Linked DNA regions of Mus musculus: region 1 is linked to region 2. A link is a contact called in public HiChIP or PLAC-seq data. All regions are on one chromosome and are shown on one strand. Each heading gives the region's core, a stretch centred on a gene start, on an enhancer-like site or on the middle of the called end of the contact. The rest is flanking DNA. Distances are from core to core; before and after follow the strand shown. Region 1 holds the start of 2900024J01Rik (a long non-coding RNA gene). Region 2 overlaps Psen2 (presenilin 2).

Region 1 (5,897 bases), core at 1,857-4,356, 550 kb before region 2:
TAGACAGGGCACAGAGCCCTTATGCTTTTGACCAAGGTGACAAAGAAATGTTGCAGGTCGCTTCCAGTTGTAGCTGACAGGGCAATACTAGTCCATTAGCCAGAGGTCAGGACTTTGGAAGATGGAAGTGCCTGTGTATTCACTGGGCAAACAATGACTGTTCTGCTTGGTAAGTCTAGAGGCAGGTCAGTTCTTGCCGGGATATGGAAATTGAATGAAGAAGGGTATAGGGGACAATGTGACACCTTCTTAGTTGCCTTTGTCCTCCATCTATTCCTTATCCCCAGAAGACAGCACACGAGATGCCTCTCCATTGCTTCAGTGTCCCCTCACTCCTGGGAAATACATCTTTATCCAGCCCAGACCCAGCACAGCTCCAACTTGGTTCTTCTCCCATATCACCGAGGACCTTGCTGCCTAGGCACCTCTGCTGTATTTTCCTGACTCCTCTTGGAATGCTCCACCCTTCACTGCTCACTGGATTCCCTAATAGCCATCAAAAACAACTAAGCAGGACCAGGAGTGTGGGCAAAGTCACGGTGGCTAAGGAACAAAATGGTAATGCGTGATGTGAGCTGGAGGGCCAGGACACCTGAGCGGTCCGTGCAGACCGGTCAAAGCTCCCAGCGTGAACTTTGCTCGGCCTGATTCCTGGTTCTTCTGGGAGCTTGGTGCATCAAGCAATCATAGATGGGAGGCAATGATAACTTCAAAATGCAGAGAGGCAGTAAGCCTCTGGTCTCTGCACCTTGCTTCAGGGCATCTCTGGAGCCTAGAATGAGGAAGGGCCACTATCAGCTTGGTGTTCCTTTGGTCTTGGACTCTGTTAGGTTTAACAGGAAAGGAAAGATACACAAAGGCCCCTCCTTGGGGATCCCTGGGGCTAATAATGAGTAGTGAGAGAAACATCTCCGGAGTGCCTGGTCTCCTTCCACACCCAGTGACTCCTGTTCCTCGTGGCTTTGTATCTCATTTTACATGAAATCCTGGATTATATTCATGTGCATGTGCGAGTGCACACACACACACACACACACACACACCAGAATTCTTGTGAGCATCTGAGCGCCTGAAATATTCAGGAATCAGGGATAAATCAGAGCCCTTCTGTGGTCCCTGTGCCAGGCCTTGGAAACACATCACCGACCATCCCGGCTTCTTAGGAAGCGCAATCCCAGCACTCAGGAGGCAGAGGCAGGAGGATCTCTGTGAGTTTGAGGCTAGCCTGGTATACAGAGTTCCAGATCAGGTAGGGATACATAAAAAGACCTCCTCGCCTCAAAATAAAACAAAAACAAACAGGAAGGAGAGGAGGAGGAGGAGGAGTAGGAGGAGGAGGAGGACTTGTTGAAGATTTTCGAGTAGCTGACCCAGAGGATTCTATGCCCTCTTTAGCTTCCCTGGGCAGTAGGCATGCATGTAGTGTACAGACACATGAGCAACACACCCATACACTAAAATAAAATAAAATAAAATAAAATAAAATAAAATAAAATGAGTTTCTGACTCCAGGGAGCTGGACTTAGAGGCGACTATAAACCACCCAATGTGAAAGCCATTGAAAAAACAGATGTCTATACCCTAGTTGTTTCAGACAGAATAAAGATTTTCAAATAACTGAGTCAATAACCTGTTTTCAATTTAAATTAGTTAAATTTAAATTTTTTAGTTCCGACTGGGATGACAGCAACTCAGGAGACTGAGGCAGGCTGATCTTTCCATCGAGGCCAGCCTGATCTACAGAGAGTTTCAAGCTAGCTACACCTACGCATACTGTACCGTCACGCACTCCATAAGCAGAGGTGGCTGGCTGGTGGTTCCTTCAGGTGTTTTCCCCTGTCTCGCATCTCGCATGGAGACCTGTCTGACCAGTATCTGTTCCGCCCTACCCTTGGATGTCCAATGTGTGCATCAAACCCAGCATGCCCCAAACTGCCGTTCTGACTCCCACACCACCGGTGGAACCAGCAGGGCCAGTCTTCATCTTTGGGAGTGAGCCTGTGAGGCTGGCTTGCTCTTTCCCAACCACCCAGTCCCAACACTAAACACGTCTACACAGCTCTGTCCTGCTCCATCCTCTTCCTGCCTCTCCTCCCGTGAGCTTCCATGGCCATCTGCCCACATGTATGTTTCAATTCTGTCTTTTTTTTTTTTTTTTCAAGTTTTGGGAAAGAGGATTTTTGTGTTTGCTTTGTAGCGATAATTTGTTTGTTTAAGTCAAGGGCTCAGTACCTGGCTAACTTTACCTATGGGAGATCCTCTTCCCTCTGCCTCCAGAGTGCTGGAATTACAAGCTTCCCACCACATCGGCTTCAATAAATATTTTCAATGAATGATGACTTTCAGGTGGGAAAACACCTCCAACCAATCTAGAACAGGCGCCCTGTCCAGAGTTGTAAAAAAAAAAAAGGGTTTGGGAACTCCAGCCACCGTACGGGGAGTGAGCCTCCTGCGGAGGCACTGGGACCTGACTATCCGCAAGATGCAGGCATGGACTGACCACACAGCGCCCAAGCGGCCGGTGGGACGCTTCCTGATCCGTCCTCTCTTGGCGACTGGGAAAGAGAGAGGTGGCTTTGGCTACAACTGCTTCTGGGCCAGGTAATTCTAGAGAAAGGAATGACGCGCACCTATGGGCACCAGCTGCAGAGTTGTTTGGGTGCTCCTAAGTGACCAAAGGTCCCCGAAGCCCGATCCGGAGGAGGAGCTACGGCCGCTGCATACGGGCGGGGTGGCCCAGGGCGTGCGCGCTCCCGAGGAATGGCAATCGGGCGTCGCGGCTCCAACGCCTAATTTACCAAGGCGAGCCCAGCCCTGCCCTACGGTGTCTGTGACCTGCCCACCGAGTGGGTCCCCAACCAATGAACCTCAGCTCTCGTGAGCCACAGCTCCATGGGTCCCAAATGTCCCTGGCTCCTGTGGGTCCCAGGCTTCCCCGTCGCCTGCCCCGGCAGACAAGGAGGGGTCATTTACCGCGAAGACGAAAATCTTTCCAGGAAGTTTGTACCTATTAATATTGCTGTTCCTGGCAGCAGCTCTCCGCGCGGGGCGGGGGCAGGGCAGACCCTGCAGCTGCTTCTACCGCCTAGTGTCCGCCTCTGGCCCGGGACAAGGAGCGGAGGGCAGCTCTAGGTCCCCACGCCTACGGCGGGGGCAGGACCTGCTCGGATGCTCAAGGCGCCAGAGCCCAGCGGCTTGCCCGCGAGCAGCGCGCGGTGGGACCCGGAAGATCCCGAGGCCAAGGCGCAAACCAAGAGCTGGGACTCGGGAGGGGGAAGGGAGAGGGAAGAGAGGGATCCTTGCATCGGTTACCAGAGGCCGCTAGGCCGCGCCGTTCCCCCAAAAGAAAGCTGGTCCCGGAAGCAGGTATGCTCCTGCAGTGGGAGACCATGAGCCTCGGGGCCCTGGAGAGGTTGGGACCCTGGTTCTGACCTTGCTATGGTTTCACAGCCGCAAGGCGCTGCAGCAGAAATTTGATATTCGAAAGCTTGTGGCCTCCTCGCCACCACCTTGCAAGACTGTCTCCAGTCACAGACACAGACATTAGAGGTCGTAGTGTTGTTTTGTTACTCAGTGCAAGGCCTGGTGTGTACAACAGGATCTCTTAGAAAGAAGCACAGCTGTTTTCCTGCAGTAGCGGCCCCGGAACCACACGACCGGCAGCTCCAGCCCCAGACCACAGCTCGCTGGATTTTCAGAAGTTCCTTGGGCCAGAAGTGCCAGCCAGATCACTCTTTCTCTCAGGTCACATATGGTACATAAATCACTTTGCAAAAGAACCTTAATTTATGACTCTTTTGGGTGTTTATGTAGATAAGCAGTAATTTAGTCATCCCTGAAGTGGTGATCCCTGGACACCTCAAGTGTTAACTGTCCAGAGTATGAATTAAAGTCCCTGTGTCACACCGTCTCTTCCTCAGAATTCTAGAGTCCTCTGCAGGGTGCTCTGGTAATCATCTTCCTCCTCCTCCTCCTCCTCCTCCTCCTCCTCCTCCTCCTCCTCCTCCTCCTCCTCCTCCTCCTTCTTCTTTCCCGAGACAGGGTTTCTCTGTGTAGCCCTGGCTGTCCTGGAATTCACCCTGTAGACCAGGCTGGCCTCGAACTCAGAAATCCGCCTGCCTCTGCCTCCCAACGTGCTGGGATTAAAGGTGTGCACCACCACTGCCCCGCTCTGTTAATCTTCTTGCTCAGGATGACCAGGCCTATTCTGTGCAGGGACTCTGTCCAGCTCTGCGTGGAGGGCAGTGCCCACAAGTCACCAGTATTGAGACACGGAAGGACAGAGGTAAAGTATTTATTTCCTAATGTCCGCCTTCCAGCCTTCAGGGTCTCTTGGAAGCTCAGGGCCCATGTGGTTCTCCCAGATGGCTTGCACTAGCTTGACAGGGGACTGTGCCAGAATCTGGCGTCTTAAGGTAGGGTTCACCAACTAAATAGTTTTCCCTTAGCCCTTCCCCTTGGGGAAGTCGGGGGTGGGGATCCTCAAAGGCAAATCCAAAATGGAGTGTGAGACCCAACAGTGGTGGCCTCTCTTCTGCCTCCTCCGGATGCCTGATGTGGAGATCTCTCCTGGGCATTTCAGCCTCTCCCTGCAGACGCCAGCAGGAGATCCATTCTGGAAGCTTAAGCCCGCAAGCAGGGCTGCCTCTTCAGCTTCCAGCCTTGTCCAAAGCACTTGGCTTCTCGTTTCCTCCATACCCAGAAGGTACCACGAGAGGGAAAAGGTCCTGTGAGACTAATGCTCTGGATTCAGCTTGGGTGGGCCAGGCAACCCATCACCTTCCCTTTGGGCTGCAGAAACCTGTGAGGTTGCCTCGGGCAGATCCCTGGAACAAAGATTGGTAGCATCAGCTGTTTTACTGCAGAGCTAGGCACACAATCCTTGCTAAAAATAAACACAAAGGAAAACCCCAAAGCAGCTAAGCCTATTTTCATACCTTTTTTTTTTTTTTTCTTGTTCACTCTCTTTTGTCTTCTTGCTACTTGGTTGCTGATTTTCTCTTAGGGCCCCATCCTGAGTGTGGTCCTGGCACTATTCCAAGTCCTGGACATGAAGTCACGGACAGAAACAGAGGGGAGAAAGGGGGAGGGATCTAAGGACCATTTCTTTGAGTGTAATTTACATTAAGTGGGATGATGGACCCCCTTCAGAGACAAGGGGGACTGGGACAGGGGAGGACCTTAGGGAGAGGACCTCCCTCCCACTGTACAGCCAGCCCTTCTATGGGGAAAGGGCAGTTTGTCATGCACCAGATGAAGGAAGGGTTAGTGGATGGTGGGGCCCCATCCCAGAGCAGAGAACAAGCCTGTTACTCTGGGCCTCTGGGGCATCACCTCATCACTTCAGGTAGGAAAGGACTCAGATGTCTGTGAGGATATCTAGACTGAAACCAGTGCCCTCTCTTCCTGGGGACTGATCTGTCTCGCGAGCGTTGGATGAGGAGGAGCACTACTGCGGTAGTGCAGATCGTCTCTGCCAGCCTCTCCCCACTTCCTGAGCAGCTGGCGGGATAGGGGTGCACCTCTGGAAGGATGCTCTGTGTTAGGAACCTTGAACCTGGCTAGGAGGCAAGCCAATCCCACCCCTGGCCAGCTGGGGGCTCCTGGTAGCGGTAGCTCCCCTCCTGCAGGGACATGCGTTCACTTTTCTTGTCTGTCTCATTACTGCCGAGCCCACAGTGCCTTGGCACCTACCCCGGGAAGGCAGAAGTGAGGTTCTTCTCCCAGTGGGTGAACAGTTAACCCCAGCAATATCCTAGGTATTCCCAGGTATTCCCAGTATTCTAGGTAATAGCTGGAAGAGCACTGGTTAGCTAGGAGTGAAATGCTCAGCCTGGGCAGGGAGCTGGCGGGCAGAACTGGTCTCTAAGGGTCACAGAGGTCTCAGTTTCCCTCTG
Region 2 (6,065 bases), core at 1,267-3,766:
GAAAGGTCTCCCCTCCCATTCCACAGCTGCATATTCTCAGTGCCATCAGGACCCCAAGGGATGCTGAAACCTGGGTCTTCCAACCCCAGCAGTAGTCTGGAGGCTCTGATGGTTGGCACTCAAGCTGGGAGACATACCCTGCAATGTCATCTTAGAGGATGCTTCTTTTAGATGTCAGAAGAGTCCCTGAGAAGGCTGCAGCACCTTGTGCTGCCCTTAGGTGGGAGCCTGGTGCTTTGTCCAGTGACCAGAAGAGCTTGTCTCTGTCCACATGTGTGTCAGGGATGGGATAACAGACCTGGGGTTCCTCCCCTTCCATGCTGTCTGACTTGGGACCCGTTGTTCCAAGGGCAGGGCAGGCACTTTGGTGATTTGCCCTCACCCTAGACACCAAGGGTAGAGGTAGAAACGGCCACCACCATGCTTGCTTCCAAAGGGACGGCTTACACAACACCTATGATTTCATTGGTGACTGCTGCTGAGAATCTCAGAGGGTTTCATTTCAGCTCATCTGGGTCTCTTGTAAATGCAAACAAAATAAAACAACAAAACTCCAGTCCCTGGAGAGAGGCTCCCACCATCTATTTGCCCACTGTCCCTAGATGGGGAAGCCCTATGGCCTGTCCAGGGCTCTGTCCACCTAGTAACCAATATGCAGGTGTCCTGACTGGGGTGGGGGGGAGCCCTGCCCCGTGCATCTTGAGGGGCAATTGCATATCTCTAAGAGACAGCACATGTCTGTGGCCGTTCGGGCTAGTCTCAGGATTACACCACCCACAAGGTCATGTCACCGAGTTCCCTCACCTTGATGTCCTTCCTGCAGGGCTTGTGTCTCACCCTCCTGCTGCTTGCTGTGTTCAAGAAGGCTCTGCCCGCCCTCCCCATCTCCATCACCTTTGGACTCATCTTCTACTTCTCCACAGACAACCTGGTGCGCCCTTTCATGGACACTCTGGCCTCCCACCAGCTCTACATCTGACAGGAGCCAGGCGGAGGCTCCGAGAGCTATGGGGGCGTCACTGGATGCAGGTGTATAGTTTTACACTCTAGTGCCATATATTTTTTAAAGAAATTTTCTTTCCTTACAAAAGAAGAAGAAGAAAAAAAAAAAAAGAATAAAAACGTGTCGTGTTTACTTCGTGATGAGGAAGCAGAAGCCACCCTTCGGTGCTACCTGTCTTGTCACCAGACTGCAGCTTGCCTGTCGGAGCATCTGTGGCGCCGGTGGGATGCTTGGATGCTCAGCAAGCAAGCGTCTCTTCAGGGATGAGGTCGTGTGTGGAGCAGGTTGGGGAGGATGCAGGCCCCTGTCCACGTCTGTAAGTCTCCAGGGATGATCAGAAGGAACAGGTGCATTGTGGGAACCAGGAGGCGCCATCACCCTGACCAGAGGTGGAAAGCCCGTGTGCAGTCATGAATGTCCCCAGTGCTGTGTTTGTGATGTCTGTTACTTTAGAACCTTAGAAGCCAAGTCCTGTTCTTATTTCTGCAGTGACTGCTGGGAAGTGGCTTAATAATGATACCAATAAACAGATGCTCCTGCTGGAATGCTGGTGTTTGGCCCCTTTGTTCTCCGCTGTGTAGTGAGAGGGGCTAGGGGCGGGGCTTAACCCATTGTCTTAGGGTTTCTGTTCCTGCACAAATATCTTGACCTGACCAAGCTTAACTGCCTGGCCTCTCTGCACTGGGTTCTTTAACTAAAAAGTTCCATAACAGGGCATTGGGAGGTATTGGGACAAAACCTGCTGGAACCACATAGATCCCTGGCTATGGCTTTGGTAGGTTGTATGTGGGGTCAGAAATACTGCAAGGAAGTTGCTAAAAAGCTGAGTGGTTGCTTTGACAGATGTCCGTCCTTAGTAGAAGCCAGAAAGCCAAAGGGCTAGGGGGCCACCTGGGTTCAGAGTTGCTTCCGGTTCCTGCCTGCGATGAAAGGCAGGCAAGCTTCTCTCTGCCTCAGCCTGGCACAGGTTGCTGAGTCTCTGAAGTGCCTCTGGGTGGGGACGTGAGACCACAGAAGCTACTGCCCTGCTGGGGCTGCAGAGAAAACCCAGGTGTGTGTGCTAGCCCCAACCCTGTGCTCCAAAAGTAACTGCTGGGTACTGAGCAAGGGTGGCGCTTCTTCCCCCGTAGCACTACCTGAGACACAGCAGAGACCCAAGAAGACCAGCAGGGCAGGGACACATGCTGCTGATATCAGACACCATGTTGGAAGTTGGTAACTGATACAGAGCAGAGCCTGGGAGACCAGAGAGCAGCTGAGGATGCCGGGATAATTCCTCGCCATTAAAGCACCGGTGGCGGCGGCGGAGAAAACAGAAAAGCCCATTACAACTGTCAATTATGGAAATGTTTATCTTCCACAGAGTAGTTCTAGGGTGAAGGTTGGGTAAATGTTTTGATCTTAGCAGCTCGAGGAGATGTTTATGAAAAGGCTAGCCAGGATAGAGGCCACACTCAGCGCCGAAAGTGGAAATAGAGGTGTGCCCCGCCCCACCGTGTAAACGAGCTGACGCGGGGGCGGGGCGTGGGGAGCAAGGTGAGCCGTGGTTGGTCCCTGAAGGACCCGCGGTTCCTGGCTAAGACAGTGTTAGGACTGGGAAAACACAAGTCTCTGAGGGAAGTGAAGTGGAAGTGTCACGAGGAAGAAAAGAAAGATCCTAGAGTAGATTCGACCTGAACTCTTCACAGCAGAAGGACCCAGCACACGAGTGGAAAAGACAAAACAAGAGCAACAACAACCCAAAACAAAACAAAACAACATCAAAACCCAGTAAACCAAAAACCAAAAACCCCAGGAGTTCAAGAGAGATCCAAACGTCCTGGAAAGGACACTGAGCAGATCTGCAAACCTCATCCCCGCCCTGTGGAGCCAGTCAGCTAATAACTTCCTTATTGGTCTCAGAAATAAGTGATTAAAAAAAAAAGATATCAATCCTATTGCCTTTGTACCCATTCTTAGGACAATCTGTTCCTTTAAAAAATTCTTTGATAATTTCATGTATAATATACCTTGATTATATTCTCCCCCGTTCTCTCCCCGCCCTCCCGACCCCCTTCCGAAAGGACCCTTCTTCTCACCAAGTCCTCTTCCTTTACTCTCGTGTCTTGTCTTGCTCTTTGTGTCCCATTACTGTTCAGGGCTACCTGCACAAGTGTGGGAGGGGTTATCTATCTGAGCAAGGACAAGTTACTGGTCGCTCCAGGACCAAGGGATGTGACTCGTCCCCCAGGGACTGTGAGCTGTCTGTAACTCCTCAGGGGAGGGTGGGCCACTGCAGAGCCCTCCCTCATCCATGATGACTGTTGATAGGCGTGAAGTCAATTTGTACTCCAGCTGGTTTTATTTTAGACGTTGGCATGGTTGTTTTTTTGTTGTTGTTGTTGTTGTTTTTTGCTTTATAGAAATGATATCATTCTGCAGTGTGTGTGTGTGTGTGTGTGTGTGTGTGTGTGTGTGTGTCATGGCACAAACCTGTAGTGACAGTTCTGAAATTTTGCTTTCTTTTAAAAATAGAGAATCACTGTATCGTTTTAATCCCAGGTGTAGGGTGTGGGGCTGCTTCCGACTGTCCACAGCAGCTGACTCTGAGGCTCCTCCTGCTCTTGCAGTTTCTACAATTGTGTGGTGTTTAGAATTCTGGGAACTTTTCAGAGGGTATTAATGCTAGGGCCCAGAGAGGCGGGGTTGGACTCAGGGGATTTGGATAGGGTTTGTTAGTAGTCGGGGAGCGGGGTTGGAGATGGATAAAAAAATGGGAAAAAGAAGACCCCCACAAAGTAGCAAAGAGCAGCTACACACATCTGGAAGCTGGAGGCAGTATGCAGGGGTCTGTTCCTCCCTTCCACTGGATCAGCCCCAGGGACTCAACGCAGATGGTCAGGCTTTGTGGCAAATGTCTTTACCGACTGTGTCACCTCACTGTCTCTTCCTGTGTTTTCTTGTCCATCTTGAAACCTGTCTGTAAACGTGGTGCAAACACCCTCCCCTCCCCGGGGTGGGGGTGCTTTGCTGTGCCAAATTAGTTTGAGACTGTGTGATGCTTCATGTATCTTTTGCCTTGGAATCTTATGAAATCTTTCTACACCGTCAAGGCTTTTCTAAAAGCTAATGTTTTTATTTTGACGATAAGATTTTTAATTCTTCTTTTAATTTAGGAGGGAGGTGACTGGGGTTTTCTGTTGTTTTCTCTCTCCAGTTGTCCAGTGTATTGTCGAACTCTCCTAACATATACCAAGTTTCCATAAGCAGTAGTGGACATCTGGATTCTCTGCTGTGTTGCATGACATTGGCTCTTCCAGGCCTGCAGGTGAATGGAGCCGCGGGGTGGGGGGAGAGAAGACCCAGTTCTGAGAGCGCCTGGCCCCAGGAGCTCGAGGCAGAGGGAGGTCAGTCTAGCACTGTACCCAGTCACCCCAAAAGAGGCAAAGCCTTTCAGTTGCACAGCATGGAACGTGTGGAAGCAACACACGTGCCCACCGTATGAGACCCGGAGACCCACACAGTGATAACATGACTCGAGGCTCCGTCCTCTCTCTCCTCTGTGTTCCCCACTCCTCCCCATGGGTGGGAGGATGTTCAGGCTGCAGGACCACTTTAAAAAAAAGTCAGGGGAGAGCCAGGCTGTGGTAGCATATGCCTTTTAATCCCAGCATTTAGGAAGCAGAGGCAGGATGATCTCTGTAAATTCAAGGCTAGCCTGGTCTACTGAGCAAGTTTCAGAGCAACCAGGTCTACAAAGAGAAAACTTGTCTCAAAAGAAATTAAAACAAATCGGGGGGGGGGGGGGAGTGGATGAGGGTATACAGGTGAGCCAAATAGTAATTCAGGGATTTCCAAAGCTCTGGTAGAACTACGCAATCTCCAAATAGCAGCAGCAGGGAGTCTACTCTGTAGAGTAAGACACGGGGCAGGTGCACTGCACACAGCTAAGGAACGAGGACAGCCCCAGACACTGGCTGGTCTCTGCCTGCTGCTATTCAGTTCTGGCTATTGGATCTCACCATCCTAGGCCCACATGGGTTACGGGCAGTGCGCAGGCTAGTGCAGTGGAGGGACTCCAGGAGCAGTGGGCACAGACAGGACCTGGGCTGATCAGAGGAGGCCAGAGTCCTTCATCCACATAAGATATGCCTGGTGTGTTCCTGGCCTGGTGTGTTCCTGGCCACGTGGAGACAGAGCCTGGGTTTTGATTCTCTGAAAGATGTTTCCACTTCCAAATGCACAGAAAGATACAGGAAGGAGAGCTGCTTGGAGCATGTGTGCTATGCTCAGGTTGGAGTACTGTGAGGGGACCCCAGCCAGGGACACCACAGGATGGTTTAACAGCAGGTATTCATGAGTGGAACCAAGGAACACCAGGAGGCTGCAGCTACCTAGAGAGGAGTGGAGGAAGAGAAGGCTTGATTGGCGTGCTTGCTGTCTTTTGCAGGGGACGCTTCCCACCTTGTCATGAAGCAGCAAGAACGCCCTCCCCCAGATGCTGAGAAGATGCAGGCTCTTGGATCTCCTGGCCAAGGAGAAGACTTTGGGCCAGACAGACTTCTCGTCTTCATACATTGCCAGGTCTCAGGTATTCTTTTACAGCAATGCAAAACTGATTAAGTCACTCTTTTTTGGTCAATGAAAACTTTTGTTAGAAACTCCCAGGCAAATGCTCTTTCTTTGAACCTCACTGGTCAAAATTGTAACCTTGCCTAAACCAACCACTGCTGACAGACATGAATTGTCATGCTGGCCTTAAGACCAGCTCATGGAGCAGGGGTGGATATCAGCATACAGACCAGAGTTCAGTTAGTGAGTAAGAAATGGTAGAAAGGAGGTGACTGTTTGCTCCAGTAACTTTCTTCATTTTTCTATAATGTAAGTTCCATGTTGTCTATTGAGGAAAAATAGACTTTCAGCTAATTCCTAGGGAACTTGGTTTTGTGGGTTGTTCATTTCTCTGTCCCCATAGCCCATGTAACAACAGCACAGGGATGGGATCTAATGGCTACATGTGGGATTTAGTTGGTATATTTCTACTTTGTATGTGTAGTGTGTGTGGTGTGTATGTATGTGTGTT

The links. HiChIP or PLAC-seq counts read pairs in DNA pulled down with a chosen protein or histone mark.
Region 1: a contact with region 2 is called in an H3K4me3 HiChIP or PLAC-seq map of forebrain, with 5 times the contacts expected there. The contact joins the promoter of 2900024J01Rik here to the enhancer-like site in region 2. A contact is called at or near these places in 2 of 484 Hi-C or Micro-C datasets (cortical neurons and embryonic stem cells), 9 of 115 datasets of contacts at active chromatin or transcription factors (bone marrow-derived macrophages, embryonic forebrain, embryonic stem cells and 4 more) and 1 of 9 other capture datasets (embryonic stem cells).

Annotation. Positions count from the first base shown.
Region 1 is chr1:180,775,170-180,781,066 of GRCm38.p6, reverse strand. It overlaps 2900024J01Rik (a long non-coding RNA gene), which reads right to left and starts at 3,106. Exons shown (of 3, transcript XR_373751.4): 1 at 3,008-3,106.
Region 2 is chr1:180,222,487-180,228,551 of GRCm38.p6, reverse strand. It overlaps Psen2 (presenilin 2), which reads left to right. Exons shown (of 11, transcript NM_001128605.1): 11 at 824-1,548. The coding sequence ends at 979. Among named protein-coding and RNA genes, the nearest start is that of Gm37336, 3.1 kb to the right of the region's middle. Within about 2 kb of position 2,516, at least 272 of the 459 cell types and tissues checked have an H3K27ac peak or open chromatin away from gene starts, as enhancers often do. A contact at or near this core is called in bone marrow-derived macrophages, cortical neurons, embryonic stem cells and 2 more, where this site is marked.